3 separate regions of the Danio rerio genome follow, and all the other regions are linked to region 2. The links are chromatin contacts, called in public Hi-C maps. All regions are on one chromosome and are shown on one strand. Each heading gives the region's core, a stretch centred on a gene start, on an enhancer-like site or on the middle of the called end of the contact. The rest is flanking DNA. Distances are from core to core; before and after follow the strand shown.

The links. Hi-C and Micro-C count contacts between places; a contact is called where the count stands out from the background.
Region 1: a Hi-C map of an unstated tissue shows a contact between it and region 2, with 2.8 times the contacts expected there. The contact joins the enhancer-like site here to the promoter of pde4ba in region 2. A contact is called at or near these places in 2 of 18 Hi-C or Micro-C datasets (hematopoietic stem cells and an unstated tissue).
Region 3: a Hi-C map of embryo shows a contact between it and region 2, with 2.5 times the contacts expected there. The contact joins the enhancer-like site here to the promoter of pde4ba in region 2. A contact is called at or near these places in 3 of 18 Hi-C or Micro-C datasets (caudal fin, embryo and an unstated tissue) and 1 of 4 datasets of contacts at active chromatin or transcription factors (caudal fin).

Annotation. Positions count from the first base shown.
Region 1 is chr6:33,927,503-33,931,665 of GRCz12tu, forward strand. It overlaps jak1 (Janus kinase 1), which reads left to right. Exons shown (of 24, transcript NM_131073.1): 15 at 1-60; 16 at 2,278-2,429. Among named protein-coding and RNA genes, the nearest start is that of jak1, 46 kb to the left of the region's middle. Within about 2 kb of position 2,034, at least 6 of the 62 cell types and tissues checked have an H3K27ac peak or open chromatin away from gene starts, as enhancers often do.
Region 2 is chr6:33,695,592-33,699,689 of GRCz12tu, forward strand. It overlaps pde4ba (phosphodiesterase 4B, cAMP-specific a), which reads right to left and starts at 2,572. Exons shown (of 19, transcript XM_073954267.1): 1 at 2,343-2,572; 2 at 1,869-1,934; 3 at 1,520-1,591. It also overlaps a transcript of lepr not described here.
Region 3 is chr6:33,482,173-33,486,332 of GRCz12tu, forward strand. All of the region lies in intron 5 of pde4ba (phosphodiesterase 4B, cAMP-specific a), which reads right to left. Among named protein-coding and RNA genes, the nearest start is that of sgip1a, 160 kb to the left of the region's middle. Within about 2 kb of position 1,924, at least 9 of the 62 cell types and tissues checked have an H3K27ac peak or open chromatin away from gene starts, as enhancers often do.

The DNA.
Region 1 (4,163 bases), core at 784-3,283, 230 kb after region 2:
GAGGACCCTTCATCAAGCTGAGTGACCCCGGGATACCCATTACTGTCCTCAGCAGAGAAGGTGATATATTCATTAGGACCACCCAATAAATATACTATAAACTTTCATACAGGATTTATGGTACTTATCAACAAGACTTTTTCAATTATAAAGGAACTCATCAAAGCTTTCAAGGAGGAACGCCCTTTCATAACGCCACTTTATTAAAGTGTTATTTATGTCTTTATAGACATTGTGATTTAATACATCGTCAATTCTCATATATGAGCACCAAGACCACTTGATGCATCTGATTATTTAGATTTTACACATGGCACTAAACATATTAAACAACCGTTTTTGTTTTGGTTATTGTAATGGTTTATAAATGTATTATTATTTCTTACAATAATTATAGCATTTATTTAAATAAAATGTAGTTAAATATTAATTTAAATTTACATTAAAATTAAAGGTAAATAATTGTGCTATATATTGTAAATAAATGTTGTATATTTTGCTTTTTTAATTTTGTCAATTTTTGATGTGCTAAAACATTTTAATAAATATATAAATAAATACTTATTCATTTAGGAATTATTATATTAAGGATTCTTATTACAGTACTATTACATTTTGGGGTAGAATAATTTTAGGGCATTATTTTTGTATTTTAATTGAATTAAAAATGTTGAATTTTATCGTGACGTGCACTTACTGCAAGTTTTACACACACACACACACACACACACACACACACACACACACACACACACACACACACACACACACACACATATATATATATATATATATATATATATATATATATATATATATATAGGGCTTGACATTAACTCTTTTGGTCACCTGCTAGTGTGGCTAGTAGGTTTTTCAACATTATTAGCCACTCGCCCTTTACACTCGCCACAATTTTGTTGTTGTGAAAATATATTTTATATGCATAAATATGACTTTGACATATTAAAATTACTTGATTTAGATTTTGTGGAATGTCAACATGCTTCCTGATTAATTTTACTTTTTGTGTATGTTTCTTTGTGAGCTTGCTCTATGAAACCATGACCCATGTGCTTATGCTCACTGTGTTGTATTACAATTAGTTTTTATTTCACATGACATTTCAGAGCTCAAAGGATTTACCAAATTTATCTCTGACCACTTTAACAATAAATAAATAATTATTTCTTAGCCGCAAATTTTAAATAATGTGTCCAAACAAGCAAAATACAGCTGTATATTATACTTTTTATTTAACAAAACATTTCTTGAAAAAATAGTTGACACCAGTTAACCACACATACATTTGAAGGTAATATCCTATATCATGTTTAAATAAGGGTTAAAGCGAAAGCAACTGCTGCTTACAAAAAGACCAATCTTGAGCTCTTGAAAACTGCAGGACTGTGGGTGCATGAACATAACTTACTGTCCAGTATATTTGAAAAAGGACTGATCACACCGGTGGTGTTTCTAGGCATGTTGTTTTAAGCAAGGAAACGGGAGCACGTACGCATTTTAAACGCACATCAGCTGTTGGCGCGAGTGATTATCCTCTATATATTCTGTATTATATTCTGTATTCAACCAGCTTTCTTTTGCCTGCACGAACAAAATTATATTTGTCAGTCATGCTGCTTTCCAATTCTAAGATCACATTTGCGGGAATATTAAGCCAGTCTTATTGTCGAACTCTGCTTTTAAGAAAACTACAATTTAAAAATTATTGTCAACAAGCCAAAATGACTAGTGGAGGTGGCTGTCTAACCCGCCACAGATAAAATATACCCGCATTTGGCGGGTTGGCGGGTGTTAATGTAAAGCCCTGTGTGTGTGTGTGTGTGTGTGTGTGTGTGTGTGTGTGTGTGTGTGTGTGTGTGTGTGTGTGTGTGTGTGTGTGTGTGTGTGTGTGTGTGTGTGTGTGTGTGTGTGTGTGTAGTTATATATATATATTCATCGTGTTTGAACTGCGAAAAAAGATTGGACTACTCGGATTAGATCACTGACAGGAATTGTTGGCCGAGATCCAGCTCAGCTCCCTCAAGCACTTCAGAGACCAAAAAAGCGCCCTGTTTGTTGTGCGCCAGGGACTGTTACAGGAAAGACTGGTTGTGTGTTTTTTTGGAAAGGCGCACACAGAGGGACTGAGATGAGGGGTTATTTGTTTAATATAATGCCCTTCCTAAAGTCTGTTGTGATGCTTGAATGATGGAAAGGGGTAGAAACCAGTCTAGCATGCTGATCATGCATGACCGTGTGTTTTGTGTGTGTCTACAGAGTGTGTGGACAGGATTCCTTGGATTGCTCCAGAGTGTGTGAAAGACACAGCTAATCTGAGCATAGCGGCTGATAAGTGGAGTTTCGGGACAACTCTTTGGGAGATATGTTACAACGGAGAGATTCCTCTGAAAGATAAGAAACTCACTGAGGTAACAGCATTCACATACACTGTTAGGCATGTTTTAGCTAGGGCTAGGCAAAAACAAATCACTTATTTAATTTATAGTTTACTTGTTTTTTTTATATAAAAACAGTGATTTATTCACTATAAGTTCTAAAAAAAATCATCATCAGTCATTTTTTTTCACTAGATTCTGTAATGCGGGGGGAAAGCCATAAAGCTGTGCGATATAAAAATGTCAAAAGATGGATTTTTCGATGTAATTAATATAAAAAATGTTCTGTATAATTGATCTTTAACACCCAATTCAGTACAATGCTGCTTATATACATTAAAGTATCAAATAAACATTGATTAATGTAAGAAAAGGCTAGGATGTTTGATAAGTTAATAAATTAAACGTGAAAGAGACTGTCAGAGGCCTTTCTGTAGCATAGCACTAAAATTTAAAGAGCTGAATTTGCTTACATTTTGTGACTTATTTCTACTTCAGTGTACATAATTTGAAATTGCTAATTATTAGCGGTGTAATGCATCACGGTTAATTCATGATTCATACGGATTACAACTCATGGTTTGGAACACTCGTGACATGCGGATTAAGAATTTTTTTTTTACTGGTAGATTGATTCTGAATTTGTAACGATCAGAGAGATCGCCTCCTGCGTCGTTCAAATCACATGTATGCATTTAGGCTTTCACACAACCTAAACTATAAATGATGGTGATTTGAAAATGTTTATAAATTCTTCGAATCGCTGAATTCAAATCTGTTTTGTGTTAGTTATGAAGTTACAAACAGTAAAATAACACAGAAGTAGTGGGATAACAGTTTATAGTTTAGATAAAACCACTGATGTTTATGGTAAAGATTAAAATTACCACTATATGCATTTAACTATGCTCAAAAATGAAAGTTGTAGGCAGCAGTTGCATTATTTAACCAGTAGGTGGCAACAACCAGCCATCAGAATATGCCACCAAGTAATTCTTCAAAAATGATCCATCTAACAATAAAACATGAAGATTTATGAGTGAATTACTGAATCATTTACTAAAAATTACTAAAAATAAATGTGGGTTGTACAAATTATAATGTAAGATTTCTACATTTAGTGTCATCAGCAACAGTAGCAGTAACAGTGAATTTTTCACACTACTGAATGTTTTACAATTTATTTTTGATTCAGCTGATTATTTCTTCTTTTTATTTGTAATAATATTGCAGGTTCTAAGTTCTGCTTGTTAAAACCAAAAGTTTTTTTGCAGTACTTTTTTTGTAATTAAATTTTTCTTTTCACCATTTTGGCTAATCCGAAAAATGGTTCAATCCATGACTAAAAAACCATAATGTGATACGAACCGTGAGATTTGTGATCCGTTACACCACTACCAAGTTTCCTTGTAAACAGTAAAAAAGTCTAATGTTAAAGCAGTTTGGACACATCGTCTGTGTATTATGTCTTAAAATGACAACTGTCTAATAATTCAGTTCATGCCATTAATATTGATACAAGTACAAGGGAAAAAATCTCTGTACTTGGCTGAATATTTTTCTTTGTTTTATTAATGATATATCTATATGTATTATTAGAAGGGCCCTTGGTTTTCGACTTCTAAAACCTTTGGAATGTTTCATATTATGACTAATTCCATGCTACTGAAATAGAGAGTTGGGTTCTGTTTTACTGTATCCATGATTCTGAAATAAAATATTAGTTCAGATTAATTCATTTCAGTAACTTTGGTCTTAAAGTTATAA
Region 2 (4,098 bases), core at 1,322-3,821:
TTGGTGCCAGACAGGCTGGTCTGAATATTTCAGAAACTGCTGATCTATGGGTATTTTTATGCACAACCACTTTTAGGGTTCACAAAGAATGGTCCGAAGAAGAGAAAATATCCTGTGAGCGGCAGTTCTGAGAGCGCAAATACCTTGTTGATGCCAAATGTAAGAGGAGAATGGCCAGACTGGTTCGAGCTGATAGGAAGGCAACAGTAACTCAAATAACCACTCGTTCCAACAGAGGTATGCAGAAGAGCATCTCTGAAAGCACAACATTATGCTATTTGTATTATGTACACCACTGCTGCAATAATACACATTCAAACCCTAAATTATTCACACCCTGGGCAAATTCTTCCTTAAAGATTTTGTTCAAAAGTTAAAGCTAATCAATCTGCTTCCCTACACACTAATTCCATGTCTGGTATCCTGATTTTGGCTCTTGAGTTCTGCCATCCTGTGATGCACAAAGTTCAGAACTGGTCTAAAAAGAGCCATATTTCTGAATTACACGCAACCACCTTAAAACAATAGTTCACACAAAAATGAAAACCACCTCATCATTTACTCTACCTCATGTGGTCTTAAACCTTTATGTTTCTTTCTTCTGTTAAACACAAATTATTTTATTTTGAAAAATGCTGGTTGATGGCACCCATTACTACTATTGTGCTTTGTTTCTATTCAGTGGTTGTAAAAATTTACAAAAAACTCATTATAACAGACTTAATAATGCACAAGGACAAAGAATGATATCCCATCTGGTCAAGAGTGGCACAAATAACTCAACACTTTAATGATTATTATGAGTGATATGTGTCACTACACATCACACCGCATTCTGGGGCAGACAATATACTGGGCTGACTGGTCAGAGCACCTATGATGACATCTGTCAACCATTGTTCAGTGAGCTCCATGCTTACTGACATGTATTTGATGGCACCAGGATGCACAAAATTAGTAGAGGAAGTGTGATGTTCTGTTTGGAAACTCTGGGTCTGATCATGTAAGTATAAATTTGACAAACGTAAACTACTGTATCTGCAGTAAGCTATGTTGCAGAGCCAGGTATACAGTACACCCATCAATGATAATGGTGATCCCTGGTGATGATAATACACCCTGTAATACTGTACACACTGTTCAGGAATGGTTTGAAGAACATGATAAAAAGTTAAAGTTGTTTGCTGGCCTGGCCTTAGAGCCAGATGTGCACGGGACACCCAGAAAGTCAGCATATATAGTTATATATATATATATATATATATATATATATATATATATATATATATACAGTTAAAGTCAGAATTATTATTATTTAACATTTTCAGGTGCACAATATTGTAGTTCTGTATATTTCTAATTAGATGTCACCTTGGTGAACATAAGACTTTTTATTTCTTTCAAAGAATTATATTGAATATTTTACACAGGACTGCCAGGGGACTCTTTAAAATCACAGATGTGTCTGTTAGTTAAGAAGGATAAACAGGATATAAGAAGAAGCGCATGACCAACTGACCTGTCTCTAATGAGATCATTAAAGCTGTCTTAAGCAGATTAAAGAGTAGTGGCATCAAGTATCAGAGATGACCTGTTGATTAAACCATTACTGGATTCAGTTAGTTTTCCTTCTCAAAGATACGTCAGAGCATACGGAAAATCACATTAAATGATGCAGAAAAGCAAGTTAGAGGAGATTAAAGCAGGTAAAGAGTTCAAATTGTACATTATGTAAGCACCCTGGAGTTCCATGTGCTGACATTAATAAATATATTAAAAATGAACAAATGGTTTGAAATGGTTATTACGATGTGTGTTCTTCTGTTTAGTTTAAAAATAAAAGTTATTTTATATTTTACATATCTTACCTTGATAGATCTGGAACACTTGGACAAAAAGAGTTGCTTGGGAATATCAATTTGTAGTTCACACACCTAAAAACATATTACATTAATACATGGAAATATCAAAAGAAGGTAAATTTACAAGAATAGATGGTGTTCATGGCTGCATTATGCCATGCTATAGCATTTAACAGATTTAAATGTATTAGCTGTTGACATTTAACAGTGGTGTTAAAGTGCCATCTGTTGGTTACTTAGAAGAAGTGAAAGTTTTCTATCTATCTATCTATCTATCTATCTATCTATCTATCTATCTATCTATCTATCTATCTATCTATCTATCTATCTATCTATCTATCTATCTATCTGCCCTACAAACACACAGACACGTCTGTTTTGGGATGGTTTTTTTATCCATAAGGGGCTTATAAAGGGCTCACGTCGCGTGTAAATAAACAAAATAAGATACCAAAAATATTAATATCAAATGAGGCCTACCTATGCGTGTGTTTCTGGATTCTTGAGCGCATTTCTATGTATTGCTTGCATGATTAGATAGGATAGGATACTGTTTTCTGTCAGTAAAACTGTAAACACAAGATGATTAGCGAACTCACCTTCAAAGAGTGATTAATTAACCACATAACCTAGACCATATTTTCGTACATTTCATCATACACAACTCTAACTAGCGTTACGCTTTGGCTATCAGTTACTGCCGCGTTCACGAATTTTGTAAAGTTTCTTTGGTTATGTGGAAACAGTTTGACGACGCACACATTCTCATTGGCTGTAGTTCAATCATGAACGTCATCCTTGCGTAACCGACGAAGAAAAAAATTAACTGTCTATACGTGATAAAGTGCTATCAACTTTACTTTTACTGAATGAATATGTTCTTTTATTTATTTATTTTTTTATTTTTTTATTTTTTTCTATAATGAGAAGTTGGAAAATTGAGCTTACGTTAATAATCTTTTGATTATACTTACCAAGTTTTATATCTATCGTTGTAAGTTTAGCAGTCAGAAACCTCTTCAGTGGTACTCAAAGCAGAAATTTTTAATACTATTAAAGGGAGTACAAACAAAAAAAGCTCTGTATTTGTTTGACACGTTTAAGTTATTGTGAGTTAGTAAGGCTAGCATTATTTATAATATTTTTTTTATTTTCTTTAATTGTAATTTTATGTTGTTTGAGTTTTTGTACTTTTATATAACTTTAAATGATAAATAAAAAATATATACATATAAACAATATATATACATATGGGGAACTGTCTGGGTAGGTTACAAATGCAGAAATCATCTTCATTTATAGGAAAATTTTGAAAAGTAACTGTAGAATTATATAAAGAAATTCAATGAAGGTCAATGAAGGCCTTCTGCAACAGTGAATATCAGATTCTTGCCACTCACATGACATCTCTGTTCTTTATCAATCCTTAGTATACTACTAGCAAATCTGAGACTACCATCTGTGACTTAACCTTAGGCCTAATTTACTCCAACTACTTCTGTGTTTAGATTACTTTTTGGTCACATTTGACAGAAATTGCTTAATGATAATAATTACTAATAACTTGCTTTAATGCTTTTACGTTGATCCATTTGAATAATTTTACCTTGTATTATTAAGCATAGCTTGCTATTTAATTTAGAATTAATTTAGATTAATTTATGCCAAACAACACATTTTAGAGAGAGAAATTAAAAATAATCATATTTTGAATTACTAGTTAGCACTGTCGCATCACAGCAAGATGGTTGCTGGTTCAGTTGGCGGTTCATTGTGGCGACCCCTGATGAATAAAGAGAGTAAGCTGAAGGAAAATTAAAGAATGAATGTTGTGAACAATATACCCTATAACCATGCATCATTAGAAAGTTACTGTAAACTGATAACATTTTGAAATGCAATGACATAAATGCAATTGCAATTTTATTTGGACTACCCAGCATAGGGAACAAGTAAACAAATAACAAATGACCGTAATTGCAATAAATAGTTTATTCTGACCAGAAAAATAGACAAGAAATACGTGAATAGTACTGTACACACATTCTTACATATACTCTTGACATATATAATCAGTTTTATTCACCGGGTTACCCTCAACCCCCATTTCATCCAAAAATACCATACACTGAAAATAGAGGACATTTTTTTAGACTCAAAATATTTGAGTTTTCAGAGAACACCGACCTCACTGACAAAATATACATTCATATGAAGCGAATAAGCCTGATGTGAA
Region 3 (4,160 bases), core at 674-3,173, 210 kb before region 2:
TGATAGGAATGAGTGTGAGAGAGCAAGACTAAAAGGCAGTAAGGGGTGATTCTAACCAGAAGGGCGAATGCAGAGAAAGTGAATGGTTGTAGGCAAAAGGGCCCAAGTCCCACTGTCAAGCCAGCTATCTGAAAGCCCAGCGGATCCAATCTACACGCTTTCACCACTCACTCTGTACAAGCTTATCTGACTGGCAAAAACACAGGATAGCACTTAAGTTGCAGCTACCTGCATAATAGCCTGCTGATCATGAAAATGACACATAACTGCATCTTATTTTCATGGGTAATGCAGCCCTATCAGGTGTCTACTGCTTAATGCGTAATGCATTCCATAATTGAGCAAATAGACTGTATTAAAGCACTGGGATCAGTTCAATCTGTAATGCAGTCGATTTCAAATCTCACTTAGGTTAGAGGTGAGATGGGGAAGTGGAGATATAGACTTGTGGAGCTGTGAATTACATTCCAGGTCCATTTCAAAAAGTGGCTGAACCGGAAATGAGAATGTTTCGAACCATGGTGAGTTCATTGAAATGTTTAGTTTCAGTATGACTAAGGCAGTCAAGATTATACCTTTCACATGCTTCTTATGAAGTATAGTACAACAAAATGTTATTTTAATTTTCAATTTCTAAATATTTATTATTAATTACATTTTAAAGTATTTTTTAATTAAAAATATTAATTTAACAATTAAATTAATAATATATTGTAATATATTGTAACATATGGCATGTTATGTTTTATTACTTTATTATATATCTTATTTATATTAAAATCTGAAAAACAATATTCATAGCTAAATGATTTTTGCCTACCCAACAACTAACAAATAATTTCAATTCAATTCATCTTTATTTCTATAGTGCTTTTACAATGTAGATCCATGTCTACATCACTGTCAAAGCAGCTTCACATAGAAGATTATAGTGAATTGAAACAGTGTCCGTTCAGTTTTCAAAGTTTTATTGGATAAACCCTACTATTCCATGAGTGAATGCATATTCTGTGCTTCTGAATGGCTGTATTTAAATTTCTGTCATGTTTCCTTAGGTGCAAACAGCTAAATTGTTTATCACTGCAAATCTCGTCACGTAGCATGTTGTTAGGACATGTAGTTACAATGTAACTTGCACGCCTAATGTTTACATTCCTAATATTTATATTCTTTGCTAATTAAAAACCACCTGTGGAACTGAATCTGCGACTCATTTTGGAGTCTGCTACTGTCCACCAGAAGTCTAATTTCGGTCACGAAAGCATGCTTTTTAGAGCCTTTCTGACTGAATGAAGGAAGTATGCGATTTTCCATCAAGGCAACCCAGGGTGCTGAAATATAATTGGCTAAACTGGCATTGTGCGGGTTAAATGACCAAAACAAAGACAGTGTTTCGGCACGAAAAAAAAACATTTTCAAAGCAAAATATTTGACTTCAGCATTGTTTTTCAGATAAACAAGAATGCTCACTTGGCATGTTTCTTAAATATCTGCAAATATATTAAAGTATTTCTATGCTTTAGAAGAGTCAAAAACTTACATGCAGCACTTTAAAGTAGTTTACAGTTTGTCCACAACTCTTTGCAGTATAGAAATTAAAAATCATATTAATATAAATCCACTATATCTTTATTTCTATTTCAAATGCAGGGTTCCACAAAATTCCTTCTTGTTGTCCCACATAAATTGAGTAAGTTTACTCAATAGGTTTTTTCACATAAGCTTCTAAACTCAAAAAACTAAGCAAGTTAGTTATTTACAGTCCCACAAGATACTCAGACCATCGCTGGTTTCAAGGTGTGTTGTATATACTATAACAATAAAACAGAATTTTTCCATAGCACATGCTTGTATTACAGTGTTGGAGGGGTCATGTTGGACATGATATGCGCTGAGCAGAGTATTCCATGACCCTGTCACAAAGCATGCTGTAAACTGATCCTCAACGCAGGCATGACAGCTGCCTGTGTGTGCTCGTGTGGAGCTTCCCAGATGAACCCTGAAACAAAGCTTTGTTCATCTAATCCTGTCAATCACAATGCAAGCATGTTTAAGCGGTGGTTTATCTCACTCCACTATCTCACTGACAACACTTCAACAACTCAGAGGTTATTTACGTCATTGTGTTTTGTATTGTAGTTTCCTCTCCACCGTAAACATTCAAAGTTTTCTTGCACATTACTTTGTAAACTGGCTTTGCAGTCATCTCTAAGATATATGCTATGCAAAACAGAAAAACTAAACTGAATTTCCACAAAAAAGCATTTTAGGTGCACATCTAAAAAGTCTTTTATAACTTAAGATCCATTCATACCAAGGAAATAACTACAATAATTAAGAGAGAGAGTTCTAAAATTGCTCTAAATGTAAATGGATTACCACCATTGTAACAGAAAGTCCTGAGGTAAAATGTCATTGTTACCCCTAGAAGGGTCTGGGTTCATTCTACGTGAGTTATGACACCTGGGGCCAGCGAGTCTGACAGTGAAAGTCACTCGATGACACCTTATCTACCAAGATGCTGGTTAGAACCAGCCTGTCCCATATCAAAGACTTTCCATAGAAAAAAAACATCCATCCTGGCTTGGACCCACTCACACAAAGACACACACTATTGAAATGAAGTCATAGAAATCTTACAATTCAGCCCAAAGTACATGTAATGTGTTTGTAACCTATGTGCTCTTTTACTTAATTTCTTTCTCAATTCTATCTCAATTCTTAATCCAACCGGTATATGCCTTTTTTTAAAAACATTAGACAAGCTAAGAATGCATGAATTATATTTTATGTATTTCTTAAAGTGTCATTCATCTCCATGCATAATTCTACAGTTCATGATCTAGGACACAGGATGATAACTTTTATGCTGGGTGTATTTTCAAACCATGAGTTAAAGTTTTGTCTATCTGTCTTGGGATGGTACAGACCAGCGAGGAGGAATAAAGGAAGTTTACCGTGCAATTTTTCCTCTCTCTCCATTCGTCAGTCAAGAGAGACTGGGAGTTACCTTACCAATACCTTTAAATATCTGTTACACCCACACATAATCACATAAGGTCACCAACACAAAGGATGGACCGTTTCTGTACCTCGTGACTCACTTGAGTCCGCATTTCTTATTTTTTCTGCAAATTATATCTGTTTGTTTGCGCTGTGTATATCCTCCGATAAGCGCAGCAAACTCTTAAACAAAAAAAAAAACTCTTAAAATACTTAATCTTCCAAGCATCGGAGAAAACTCAACACGAAAGAAAAAAGACCCACTAAACTAGTATTTAGTTATGACTTAGTGTTACGACTGAAGTTTATTTATTTGTTTATTATTGCGGATTGTACTCTTTTTCTTTTGTCCCACCTCCTTGCTGTTTTTCTGTTGTCTTATAGGCTCCCACGCCAGCGTGATTCCCTGCTCTGATTGGCTGCTGGTCTACGAGGCCTGTTTATAAGGGAGCTTCCGGCAGGGATCGGGGAGCTCATTTCTGCTGCGTTCGGTGTTGCGAGTGGAGCTCCTGGGTTTCCCTCACCCCCTTCGGCCGACGATCAAACACCAACCAACTTTGTATTGATGACCATGCTTGAATATTTTTTTGAGAGTTTGAGCGTGTAGGGGTGACCTGCCTATTTATTTGATTACTTTTGACTTTGTTTATGTTAGGGAGTAAGGTAAGATTCTTGTATTTTTATTTAAATAGTAATAGGTAATTTAGGGGATTTATTTTATAGATTCTTTTGTTTGTTATTTTGGCCTGTGGTCACCCTGACGAAATGCTCATTTATATAAACCCTATTTTTCTATAATAAATATCTTCATATATAATCTCAATTAAGTGTGTGAGTTTGGTTGTCGACCGAAGGGAATCTTTTGCTTTAAGTTTTGTTTAGTTTGGGAAATCCACCACCCCAACACATTTGTTTTTTTTCTTCGTTTATTATGCCCTTTTGTTTCCCCTAGACTTGGGGCGTAATACTTAGTCATGCGTTTATGCTGTGCCCTTTTAAGGTGTTTATATACTTGGTGGTTCTTAATAGCTGTGTGGGACTTAGTTAGATTTGCCTTTTTTTATCAAACCTCTCTATTTTCCACGCAATTCTGTTCTTTTGTTTTCAATAAATCATGATAAAGTCACATTGGATTGTTTTTTTTTTGCCTCACAGAA